Regions from separate parts of the Mus musculus genome. Here region 2 is linked to region 1. Evidence: chromatin contacts called from public Hi-C data. All regions are on one chromosome and are shown on one strand. The core of a region is the stretch at or near the end of the contact, and the rest is flanking DNA. Distances in the headings are between cores, read along the strand shown.

Region 1 (6,422 bases), core at 1,185-3,684:
GATAGCTAAGAGGTAAGGAGGCCTCCTCTCATCCAAGGCTCCAAAGACCCAGGTGTCCGGGTCCCAGCTTGGAAGTGGGCAGGAAATGACACAGCGTCGAACAGAAAGTGAAACTGCCCAGGTGGGGCACAGGGAAGGAAGGCAGGCAAGAAGGGGCCCAAAACAGCCCCTGAGCCCCTAGAAGAGCAGAAAACAAACTAGGTTGGGCCCGAGAAGGGGAGGCTGGGGATCTGAACCCTAATACAAAGAATTTCACTCCAGGGGCAATGTACAGGAGCCCCAGTCCTGCTTCCCACAGGCCGGCTAGGCTGATTTAGGAGTGGGAGGGGGCTGGGCTAAATAGACTTGGAGAGCTGGTGGGCTCAGCTTCCCTTGATGATCTGTAGAAAATCAGTATTGCCTTGCCCCGGATGGTGGCTTGATCTAGTAACACCCCCACCTCCCACCCACTTGGAACAGGGTTTGGATATGTAGCCTAGGCTGGCTTTTTTTCTAACTAGTTTTTTATCTGCTGGAAAAAATGGGAGGTGGCCCTGTTCCTGCTGTTTCTCTAGAGAGGAAGGATCTATTTCCAGGAGCCCGAGAAAAGCCTAAGTCTGGATGTTTGGGAATCCCAATGTGCTCCCATTATAAGATTATACATTCTGAGTTCCACCTGTAACTGTCATATTATTCAACCACTCAGGACTCAGAACTTCTCGTATATTCACCACCAGGCACTTGAACTACTGAAAAAGCATGCTCCTCTCTACCTCCTAGGGTTGGGGGATAGACCCGGGGGGGGGGGGTTGCTTGCTAGGCAAGTGCTCTACCAGCTGGGTTGTAAATTTTCCTAGGATTTGGGCATCTAGTCCCACTTGGTTCCTTCTGACCATGATACTCAAGGCGAGGAACCTGGATAGCCAAATCTAAGAGCAGCAGGAGGGGCATTGATTAGGCGGGGAGAGGGGTCTGCAGGGATTTTGGGGGGTGCCAAGGAGATACACAGGAGTGCCTTGCTCCTTCACACCCCATCTCAGGCCTGGGAAAGGATAGGGATTGTACCCCGAGACCTTGCTTGCCCCTGGCAGCTTGTCCACACACCCACTCACACATGTCACCCGATCACCATGGCCAGTATGGCTTCAATTTCTACTGTTTCCAAAGACCGGAGGCCCAGGATGGGCCCATCAGAAGAGCTCTTCCTGATCAGCTGCTCCCACTTGCCCCTTCCTCCCAACTCCACACCTGGTAGGCCCCTCCCTTCCTCCCTGCTCGCTGCAGAAAACAACAAGCAGCGACAGGCAATTTGGGGAGGCCTCTGGGCACCCCACCCCTATCCGGGCCTCTCTGAAACCGGTGGTGGAGTGAGGACACGACTAGGGTGTAGTGCCCCTCCTCGTCTGTCACCTAGGCCCCTCTCTGGCCTCCCAACAATCTCAGGCCACCTCCAAAGCCTCCTCCTTTATCATGAGAGCCCCCTATGCCCTCACCTTCTGGTCCACGATAGAACAGGCTAGTTGCTTCACATGAGCCAACTCTGAGGCAGCCGGCAACAGCACGAACTCTCGGGTCAATCCGATCTGGATATGGAAGGAGACCCCCGAACCCGGAGCCGGGATCTGAGGCAGCAGAGGTGGCGGCGACTGGAGATCCAAGCCACCGGGGGGCGGAGGAGACCCGGGCCCCGGAGAGCCGGGGAGTCCTGCGGGATGGGAGGGGGCGGCGGCCATGGGGGCCAGATCCAGATCTGCCGCCCAAAGCTCACCAAGGACCCTGGGACCTAGATCCGAGAGCTCTCTTGCGGTGGTGGTAAGAACGCAGGCATTTGAGAGAGAAATCTGTCAGGTTGAGAGACGCGAGGATGGCGGGATCCTGGGCAATGAGAGAAAAGGCATCTAGTGGGTCACACGCCGGGAGTCAAGAGAGCAGAGTTCAGAAAGAAAAACAGTGGTTTGGGGAAGGGTACCCAGAGATTGGAAGGTTGGAAGAAACCAGGAAAGAAAGTCGGGTAGGGCAGGGTCCCTGGAATCAAAAGACACTGCGATCCAAGGCCCCTGGAGAAAGAAGGCTGAGAGCAAAGCAGAGGGAATGCCAGGATCCGGTGGGTTTGACGGCAGGACCAAAGTCAGGGCAGGCCTGAAGATGCTCTGCCTTGGGGGTAGAAAACGGGAGTCTGACCAGGGATCTAGTGGATCGTAGGAACCCGACTGGCTCGGGGATGAGGAGGGGTTGCCAGGGCCAGGGCTGAAAGAAGAGACTCTCACAGGTCGTGAAAGTCGGAGGAAAGTTGGATCAGGGGCGGCGGAGGAGGGAGCGTTACCGAAGGCGGGGCGGGTCGGGGACAAGGGAGGGTCGCACAGCGCGGGTAGCTCTATTTTTCCCCCTTCAAAGTTTAAGTCGGCAGCGGCGGCCCAGAAGGAAGTCTCAGGAGCGATGGCACAGCTGGCCAATCAAAGCAGGGCACCGTGACATCACAGGGCGGGCCTTACTGGGACGGAAGGGGAAGGCGGGACCCCGCACCAGGGAGTTGGGGGGAATTTGGTGGCTGGGGGTAGGAGGGCGGAAGGGTCAGCGTTTCCTCTGCACAGTCCAGCCTGGAAAGTTGACTTTTCGCCGCAGTTCACCGCGGCACGCGAGAGGGGCAGGCGCTTTGTCATTGAAGGAGTGAGCTGTCAGACTGGCACGCATCCGGCGCCCACCGCAGGGAAAGGGTCGGAAATCGTTGTCAAGTCCGGTGGCTTTACAGTTTCTGCTACTCAACCTGCCCCCAACACACACACACACACACACACACACACACACACACACACACACACACACACACACACACACACAAAAGCGCGCGTCCCCAGCTCAAAAGCCCAGTATATAAGGTGGGAAGTCGAGGAGGCCTTAGGATGCACAAGAGAGCTTAATTTCAGGTTTCTCTCCAGAGAGTTGAGGGTACAAAGCCTGTCCCTCCAACCAAGGTGGCATGACAAAGGACACCACCACTTGATAGACCTCCTGTGAGACCAAGTGCCGACATCTTTCTGGCTGTGTGACTTCTCCACTGTGAGCCTTAGTTTTTCTGTCATGAGGCCGAAATACAGGTGGTGCCTGGACACTGCTAAAGTTGAGTTGATGTGGCTGCCTTTGATTTTGCAGAGGAAAGGGAAGGCACTGAAAACATCCAGGGGTGTCTGGGTGGGTGTGTTAACGGAATCATCCAACATGTGGCTGGTGAGATGGCCAGGTGGGGAAAGGCATTTGAAGCCAAGCTCACTGGCCTGAGTTCAATCCTGTACACTCACATAGTCAAAGGAGAACCAGCTGAGCTACTGTGGGTTGTCCTGACCTCCACCCTTCTCTGAAATAAACAGTAGTGCAATAACAGGAAATCTAAAAAGCTAACATCAACTGAGAGCCTGTGAGTCTGTGTAGTCAACTCTAACTCCATCAAGAGCCGTTCTGACTTTTACTCCAGTAGTCAGGCAGTGGCTACCAATTAGTTTTCACATCCAGGTAGCTGGAGCTTTAAGAGAGCAGCAACTTGTCCACAAGGGCCCCCCCTTACTGGTTCAGCGCTGCTGGGGGCAGCTGAGGTGGGTACAGTGCTGGCTGTCACCACATCCGGGGGCAGAGGCTGGGGAAGGAAGTCTGAGGCTGGAGTGAAAACCCAAACTACCACCTGGGGAAGTTGCAAAGAGGGACAGGGGGAGGCAAGGCCACGTGGAGCTCACAGCCTGGCTAATGAGTGTCCCCTAAAAACCACATGCCTACATGTACCTTCTAGACAGGCATGTCCCCAGCATGTTTGACTGCCTGCTTCTGGGACTCACGGCCCCCTTTACCCCGTGACCCTGGGGCAGGTCTAGAAGGCGGGGGTTGTGGAACATGCTGTGCCTGCTGTTTGGAATGTCAGAGTGGCTCATACCCTGCTCTGTATGATGGGACTCCAGTCCTTCCCCACTGTGGCAATGAAGGCCTAACTCCCACCAGCCGACATTAAACGTGGGTAAGGGGAGGGAACTCTGTACTGCTCTGCACATCCTGCCCTCTGCCTGGGTCTGGTGGGCCTACCTTCCTGCTGTCTGCCAGTCCAAGAGTGGGCATGGGGCAGGAAAGGGGCTTTTGTTCTCAGCCCCTGAGCAGGCAAGGGGTCTTCAACTAAATGTTCACTGCTCCATCCCAGCATCTGCTCCCTAGCTCACTGCGCGGGGGAGCACAAGTTGAGGGACAGGAAGGGGAGGATCATGGAGATGTGGCCATGTGCTTCCATTTCCACCCCCCCCACACATGTCACCTCGTTCCCCATCCCAGTCGACCACAGACCCCCAATCTACCATATATCCCTCTCTCCAGACTCCACTCAACCAAGGCAGAGGGAGTGGCCTTCCCCTACTGTCCACCATCCCCTTGACAGATGGCCTGGAAAACCTATCTTACTCCAAAGGGTTTATTGAGACAATTTTTTTCACATACAAGTTGGGGCAAAAAGGAAGGGGCTTATGAACAGGAACCTGAAAGGGGAACCGAGGGCATAAGGTGGGACCCAAATAAAGAGTGAAATAAATAGAGGCCAAAGTGTGGAGCAAGGAGGAGACTGACAGACTATCACACAGTGATAACGTGGGGTGGGTGCCATTAAAATCCCATTCCTTTATACAGATATACAGAGAACTAGGGGCACAGGGCCCACTCCACCCTCTCTCTACATCTCAAGGAGGGCCTGTGGCTAGGACAATGCCCCAGAGGAGTGGAGGCCCTTCCCAGGAAGGCCTGGCCCCAGAGGCTTGGTTAGTGTTGGGAAGCAAGAGGAATGGACTGAGGTCCAAAAGGACAACCTGGGGCCCACATAGGAGGGCCCCAGGAGACCCCTCTCTGCACAGCCCTTCATCTGATGAATGAGGGAGGGTGGCACTCTAGGAGGGAGCCTGGCATCTTCTTTCATCTTGGTCAAAATCAGATCCCAAAGGACACCCAGCCTGGGCTGTGTCAAACTCAGGACGACAGCTATGTCAGGAGTTGGGGTTGGGGCATGAGCAGAAACCCCAGAGGCCATCCTTGAGGGGTGACTCCTGGGGAAAGGGCCTTTAGCACCACCAGGCTCCAGGAAGATGAAAGAGGCCAAGACTCAGAGCCTCTGAAGGTGAGGCTGGGGGCTGCCTGGAGAGACAAAGGCAAGGCAGCTGGTTAGGACAGTGCCCCTCACTAGCTCCAATTCCTCCCTCTATCTTCTCCGGGAAGCCTCATTTATCCCACAGGACTGTGGGCTTTGGCACAACCCAACTGACAGGCAAGTGGATCATGGAGGTGGGGTGGGTATAGGGGTGTCTTCTGGGGCAAGGACACTGGGTGTCTGCATTCCTATCTAGAACACAAATGGCCCTGATCCTTACCTCAGCCCCACTGCCTGGCCCCGCTCCCTGACACTGTGCAGCCAGGGCGAGGCCAGGTGGGATCATACGAAGACCTTGGCTAGGGCATCAGCACCAGCACTGGCAATAAGTGCCTTGCTGGGATGGCAGGCCACTGCATGGATGGCCTCCTCATGCTTCTTGCGGTGGGCCGTGATCTCCTGCACACATGTCTTGTTGTCTAGGCTCCATAAACGCAGAGAACAGTCGTGGCCTGCGCAGGCGTGGAACAAAGGAGGTTGTTTCAGCCCAGACCTGGGGTTTGAACCCTCACCTGCCCTCATGGAAAGTCCCTGGGGCAGAAGCAGCTCAGCTCTCTTCCTCCCGTGCCTCTGCCTTAAGGATATTCTCTCTGTCCCCATTGCGTCTACCATCCTGCTAACTGTCAAGTATATGTGAGGACTCTGGGAGGAATGCTACACACAACAGGCAGCTCTCAGCCTACAGGGACACCAAGCAAGAGCAGCTGGAAGCGGTAGGGTGTGGCTTAGTTGATGTGTATTGGCTTGGCCAGCCCACTGTCCTGGGTTCTATCCCCAGTACAACAACAACAACAACAACAACAACAACAAAGAAAACAGCAGACACTAGCTCCAGGTGATAAACAACCTCAAGCCTTCCAGACAGAGGGATGGCCACTAAGGGCCTGGCACAGGCAGCAGGCAGCCAGTGAGGACTGATGGCTGTGGGAACTGAGGTGGACGACACAGCAGCAGAGCAGCCTAGGCTGGGCCTCTGTTGGGCATGAGAGGAGAGGGCCTGACTGGCCTGAGGCTCTGCTCCTCAAGTCAGCTCAGCTCCAGGACTCAGCCCAGAAAGCAGAGCCTCAGATCTTAAGATGCTATCAGGACTGGGCCTAATACCATCGGGTAGGGAATAAGGAGACCTGGGCGTGGCTGCTCAGCCAGCAGTACATGGCATCGTCAGGCAGAGCAAGCTGATTCACCCGAGCCTCCCCACAGCCTCCACTACCACTGCCTGCACATCTACAAACACATGTGCACACCCTCGCTGCAGCTGACACTAGTTTGAAGGCCCTAT
Region 2 (6,422 bases), core at 1,490-3,989, about 14 Mb before region 1:
CACTTTTCTCAGGGATGAGAGACATTACCAGAACAGTATGTCAGGTTCAGTATGTCAGAGGCCAGGTGCAGCAGGGTAATTAGTTTGGGAAAGGATTGAACTTGAAATTACCCTTCATAATAAGGAGCTTTATTAGGATGCTGAACTTGCTACGCTGGGGGTATGATTGGGTCTTGCAGTGGGAGAGCATTATGAGAGGTGTGGCATCACACTATGGGTAGAATGTAGAGGGTGTTGAAGGGAGAGTGTTCTTTCAAAATCCTAGAGAGGTACTTTCTTAGGAGAGATAGCCTCTATGTACCGCATAATGGGGATCCTGAAGAAAAGACATCTAATCTTAGAGGATCCGACTTGTCTAGGTTTTTTTCTAAGGAACCAGGAGGTTCCATTCCATGTGATTTAGTGTAGCATGGTCTACGTGACTCCTGGCATTACATGGAGCCAGATATTAGATGGAACCATGACCTTATCTTGCAGTTGCACTGGGGGAGGGTCTGCAAGGCCATAGCACAGCAGGGCTTCCGAACTCTGACCCAGAGAGCCATCGGGAGAGCAGCAGGGGGATGTGGCTAAATGTCTGAGGGATAAAGGCAACTACAGGGTCTGTGATCCTGGCTCTACTCTTGCAAGTCAAAGTGCACGCTGTTGGATCTGTTTCTCCTATCATTGCTTAATGCCAAGTGTCTGTGATTACTCTTCCATGGCTGTAGGAAGAGGCCAGGGAAGGGACCCCAGTGTCCCCAGCATAAGGGCTTAGGTGCAAAGGGCCCTGAAAATACCTCTACGGGCGCCCCCCCCCCCTCTCTCTGTAAGGGATAACCTTACTGTGGGAAGACACCAAGTGGGAAGTGGGAGGCAAAATGGGGTTTCCTATTCTTCAGGGCCTTTTGTTTACTCATTGGGGAACCCCCTGGCTCTTTCCTCAGTGCTCTGAAAGCCTACTGTCAGTCCTCACAGACTATCTTTGAGTGGTCCCTACTTTTTGGTCATCAGTGGGTGAAGCATACTAGTGGGGCAGCTGAGTCACTGGCAGAAGGGAGGGACTTCTTCCATTGGGTGATGCGGCTGCTGTCAGACCCCAGTGCCTTTCCCGCTACAACTTTGCCCCACTTCTTGTTTTTAGAGACTGTGTTTTTGTGTTGGAGGAAGGCTTGTATCTGTTTGTACATTTATCAGAAGGGCTGGCATTTAGTATGCCTTTTACATAGCAGTATCTAGTATGATCCCAAGTGCATGATGTTAGGAATTAGAAAGCTCAGAAGTGGAAAATATTTAACATTCAGAGGAGCAGATGAACACAGGGTTCCATTTGCATTTTCCCTTTCGCTCTGACTCATCTTCCCCTATCTCCACCCTACTAACCCTTCACCAGCCTCACCCACCGACACACCCTGTCTGATCTAGGAGGGTCGCCACCTGCCTGCACCCAAGCTAGAATCGGAGGGAAGGCATCCTAGGTCTGGAGGGATAGAGTAATAGAAGGCTGGACTGAACATCTTGGAGTCCTGGAGCCAAGGGGGAAAAACAGATCTGACTGTTCGTTATTGGCTCGAGGAGGGGCCAGAAGCTAGGGAGAAACCTCAGGGGACTCAGCTCATTCTGGCACCACAGCAGCCCAGCCAATGTCTGGCCTGTCTCTCCTCTCCGTATTTACTCCATATGTATGACAGATTAGACACCTGCCATGAATGAGAAGAGCAGCTTAGGATCAGATTGGTAGAATGGTAAAAAACAAAACATAAGTAAAATAAATTAAAAGGAAACAAACAAATTTGAGTTTCAAAGGCTTTTTATCCCTTCCTCAATTTAAAGAGTATCAAAACTGGGCGTGGTGGCACTGGCTGAGACAGGATGATAGAGATTTCAAGACCAGCCTGAGCTACACAGGAAGAAGACATATGGGGGGGGGGCGCTAAAGGTGTCAAAAGAGGTGGAAATCTCTAGGGACCTTGACCCCTTGAGCAGAAAATGAAAGAAACCCCTGGTTTTGATTTCAGAGAAATGTCATTTGTCATCAGCCCAAGAAAAGGAGATTTTTCTCTTCGAAGACCACCACAGGCTTCCTGGGGTTGCCCCCCTCAGAGTCTGCTGGGAGGATCTGAGTCACACACACCTAGTCTTTGCTGTGGTCCAGAGGACAAGGGTCAGTCTCATAGAGGAAGGGGGGCCTGATGAACTAAGCCAGGGAAAGGAGGAGCCTTGGCTTTTCCTCTGCCTGCTGCTTCCCATTCTGTGTTTCTATGCTTACACTTCTGAGGTATCACAAGTGCTTTTCCAGCTACTCCTTGCTATGGCCACCTCCAGGATGTAGAACTAATAGCAGCTGAATGCTGTGTTGTGCTCACAGACTGCTTCCTCATGCATGGCACTTCATTTTCACCCCCACCTCTGGACGAGACCATGACACTTGATGCATGAGGTGACTGAGGGAGGGATGACGTGCCCAAGGTGACTCAACTAGTAAATGGCAGAGATGAGGCTTCAACTCTTGACTATCCCAAAGTCCCTGTCACCACAGGTTCACATCTTTGACTCTACAGAACTCACAAGTGAATTAGACTGAGGAGGCAAGGCAGTCCGGGTTGTTAAAAGTAGATCTGTAGCCTCTCTTATAGGTCCTAAGCAGAGACAGTAAGCCACACCCCTCTAGGGGACTGTGGCAGACTAATACTTGGGATGACTGAGGACGGGGTGGAGCTAACTGGGGGTAGGTGGGCAGGAACCCCAGGAGCAGTAGTGAGCATGCGGTACTAGGAGGCAGCTACAGAGGTGAGTTACCATCCCTCTCCCCAGCTGTGCTTTTCCTCCATTCCAACCTTCTTTCTACTTCCTGCCACCCTGCATCCCTCACTCCAAGGTGTCTAAGTAGTTCCTCATTCCTCTCTCTGCCTCCCCCACCATGCTGCTTACTCATGGAGGGTCCACACCGAGCTAGGCCTGCAGGATGCTAAGACTCGCAGGCTATCTCTCTCTGTGTCATGATGGTTTTGATGTGTGATTAAAGTCTTGACTTGTTGAGCACTTTCTGAGTCTTAGTCTTTTGGCTTATGAAAAACAGAACTCAACCATTCTTTATCCTCCTTGTGAGAGGAAGTAGCTTCCCTTTCCCCAGTCTCTTTTTCCTTTCTTTCACTTCCTCAGGCATCAAAGCCTTCTCTAAAACTCTTGTGTGACTCCCTTAACCCACTGGATGGAGATCTCTGCTCTTTTCCAATCCCTTCTCAGAGGGTGTATTCTAGAAGCTTCAGTCTTGCAGAGACAATTGTGTGACGCCTTAAGAGTCTTTTGTCCTGCCATGTGAGCTGTCTTGATGCCTTCTCTGGCTTTCTGGGCTCATGTTGGGGGAGGACCCAAAAGCTGTCTGAGCTCTCTCATGAGGTCGCATCTTCCTCCATTCATAAATGCCAGGTTTGATGCAAAGTGTGGAAAAGGCCAGGCTGTTCAGAGGCTTTCCCTGCAAAAGAGCCTGGGGAAGCCAAACCTTCCTTAAGCTGGGTGTTTGCTAACTATACCAGCCCTAAACCCACTATCTGATACCTCTGCTAACTGCCTGGCTGTCGTTCTTCAGGCCCCAAACCTAACCTCTGGCCCAGTGTGCATTCTCCTAGTGTGGCATCCCCACAGCTGGCCTTTGGCTTAGTTTATTTGATTCATTCAGGACAGACAGCACCAATCTGAGCCCAGACACTCACTCTTTCTCCCTTCCCCTTCACAGGCCAGAGAGTATGCGGTTTCTCTCCCACTTCAATCATGGATCCCCCATTGTGGCTTTCCTCTCAGAGCCTGTGAAACTGGTAGATTAGCCAGGAACAATGCCCCAGACCCCCACAAGACTAATCAGCCCATATGGCTCTGATAGGTTGGTACAGTTAGCGGCTAGACTCCGGCCAGCACTGTGTGATACCCTGATCACAGTAGGGGGCCTGGAGTTCCCGGCTCACAGCCTAGTGCTGGCAGGTGCAAGCCCAAGGCTTGGCTGCAGGGGCCGGTGGGCTCTGGTTGAAGACATAAGCCCTTCCACCTTTGCTCAGATTCTGACCTTTGTCTATGGAGAGAGTATAGAGCTACAGCCTGGGGAGCTGGGGGACCTTGAAGAGGCAGCCAAAGCCTTGGGGGTACAGGCCTTGGAAGAGGCCTGTCAGAGAGCTCAAAAGGGCAAGGATGAAGATGAGCTGGATCCAGGACTGAAGAGGCACCAGCAATCAGAAGACTTCATGAGGGGCTCTGAGAGAGGACTTGGGAGTCCTGGAGAGAAACAGAAGCCAGAGAAGGATTTTAGAAGTAATGGGAGAGAACAGGAGATGTCACACAAGCATAAAGCACCCGGAGAGAGGCCTGAGATGGCAGGAGCAACTAGGATGATGAGCTCAGAGGAGGTCATGCGAGGTATCGAGAGCCACAAGGGCTCTGAGGAGAGTCTTCGTGGGTGCCCTGATCCCCTTTCCCCACCAGGTTCCCTCCTAACTAGCCTCATTCCCAGGCCCTGGTGGGCTGAAGTCCCTAGGTTGGGGGAGGGCCAGTCGGCCTTGTGGAGCATCTTGTTGTGGCCCTCCAGATACGGTGCTCCCTTCTCCCATAGTACCCCCATCACTGCGGCCTGGCAGGTCCGGCCTCAAGATCAGAGGTGAGTGAGAGGCTTAAAGGAGGACATCTAGGCAGGGAGGGAGTGGCTCCGGAGAGGCAGCAGTGATGGTTGGAAGGGTTCAGTGTACATTTCCTGAGTTAGAGACAACAAATATTGTCATCACAAGACAGGCCAGAGTCAGTTAGGTTCTCAGGCTTTGCCAAGACTGTAATTCTTCTCCACCCAGGATCCCACTGACCTTGAACCACTCCAAAGCTCTCTGGAGTCAGAATCAGCTGGCTTCCTCTAGCCCCACTCCAGGTAAGCCCCTCAGTATTCCACACAGGGCTTTTGCCCAGTGGCTGGGCTCCAGGAGTCCAGCCTTAGCAGGGCCCCTACTTCACTCTGTTTCCAGGATCTTTTCCCCAGGGCACTGAAACCCTCAGCCCTTGGCAGATAGAAACGTCTGGGCAAGGGTTCACAGGTAAGTAGGGTGAGAGCTGCCGCCTCCCCTCTCCTCACCAAATCGTTTAGACATTGTATTGATTCGGCCTCAGGGATTCTGTCTGGGTCACGCCATTTCTCTGTCCACACAGGCACACTGGCAACCTGTGTGAGTCAGGAGCGCACACTGAACTGCCCATCTCACCAACACCCTCCTTTACCCTCTCCTGCTCGCTCTCGGCCCTATTCTTGCTCTGTGTGTGGAAAGAGGTTTTCACTCAAGCATCAGATGGAGACACATTACCGAGTCCACACAGGTATGGGCATCCTGCCCAGTGTGAATTTATCTTTTTCGTTTCCATCGCCGGCCTGCCAGCTCCTCCCTTGCCCTATTGCTCGACGCACCCCTAGCTTGGAGAGCCTTCGCCCATTTCTTCCTTCTCTGGCTTTCTCCTCCACCTGTAGGAGAGAAGCCCTTCTCCTGTAGCCTCTGTCCTCAGCGCTCCCGGGATTTCTCTGCCATGACCAAGCACCTGAGGACACATGGGGCTGCTCCCTATCGATGCCCTCTGTGCAGGGCTGGCTGCCCTAGCCTGGCCTCCATGCAGGCGCACATGCGTGGCCACTCGCCCAGCCGGCTGCCGCCTGGATGGACCATACGCTCCACCTTCCTCTACTCTTCCTCGAGGCCGACCCGGGCCTCCAGCTCTCCCGGTAGTCCTACCTCCTCTGCTGCCACCTGACCGGGTGTTGGTAGCTTCTCTGGCTTGACAAAGAGTCCAAAGAATGAAAGGCAGAAGGGCTCAGCTAGGGCGGCCTGGCAAATTTAACCACAGAAGAACTGCGAGACAGGAGCTACGAACCCTTCCGGGACAAGCGAGTTGCAGAAGCCTCGGCCTGGCGAGCCCGAGTTAAAGGACAATTAACTCGGTGAAGATTAACTGGGGACTGTCAATTTCATCACTATAATAAAGTTTCCTGTGCTCCAGTCAGGACGAGTCCAGACTTTTCCTCTGTGCTAGGGGGTTTCCACCCTTGCCCTGTAGCGGCCCCTGCTGGCCATTCACCATTCAATAAACAGAGGGTCACACTTCTCCTTCCGGGGGGCTTCGTATAATTCCCGAGGGCAGCACGCGGCAAAGGCGCTCCAGACCCTGCGGGAGAGGAAAGGTGGCTTTGAGGCGCCCCAAGACTCTGGTTCCTCCCACAGCAATCTACCGCGCGCGTAGTCTAGGGCTGGAGAGGAGCGCAGACTGAGGTCCGGATTTCGACCACCGGTCTGCTCTCCTCCGAGTAAGGGACGGAAGACTAGCCTCTCCAGCATCTCCCCTCCGCGCCGGGCAATGCGGCTACCGGGTTGCGCCTGGAAGTGAGACTAATCCAGCGCCGCCGCCCTCCCCTCAGCCAACGCCTA

The links. Hi-C and Micro-C count contacts between places; a contact is called where the count stands out from the background.
Region 2: a contact with region 1 is called in a Hi-C map of B cells, with 8 read pairs. The contact joins the promoter of Zbtb32 here to the promoter of Prkd2 in region 1. A contact is called at or near these places in 1 of 39 promoter capture datasets (cranial neural crest) and 1 of 484 Hi-C or Micro-C datasets (B cells).

The regions. Positions count from the first base shown.
Region 1 is chr7:16,838,914-16,845,335 of GRCm38.p6, reverse strand. It overlaps Prkd2 (protein kinase D2), which reads right to left and starts at 2,434. Exons shown (of 19, transcript NM_001252458.1): 1 at 2,303-2,434; 2 at 1,473-1,854. The coding sequence starts at 1,712. It overlaps Strn4 (striatin, calmodulin binding protein 4), which reads right to left. Exons shown (of 18, transcript NM_133789.3): 17 at 5,364-5,595; 18 at 4,405-5,130. The coding sequence ends at 5,426.
Region 2 is chr7:30,589,259-30,595,680 of GRCm38.p6, reverse strand. It overlaps Zbtb32 (zinc finger and BTB domain containing 32), which reads left to right and starts at 2,739. Exons shown (of 6, transcript NM_021397.2): 1 at 2,739-2,769; 2 at 3,716-4,624; 3 at 4,812-4,885; 4 at 4,980-5,048; 5 at 5,161-5,325; 6 at 5,474-6,000. The coding sequence starts at 3,813. The coding sequence ends at 5,751. It overlaps Gm32082 (a long non-coding RNA gene), which reads right to left. Exons shown (of 3, transcript XR_003946734.1): 1 at 6,362-6,422; 2 at 6,076-6,162; 3 at 5,322-5,467. It overlaps Mir3569 (microRNA 3569), which reads right to left and starts at 6,301; the gene lies at 6,244-6,301.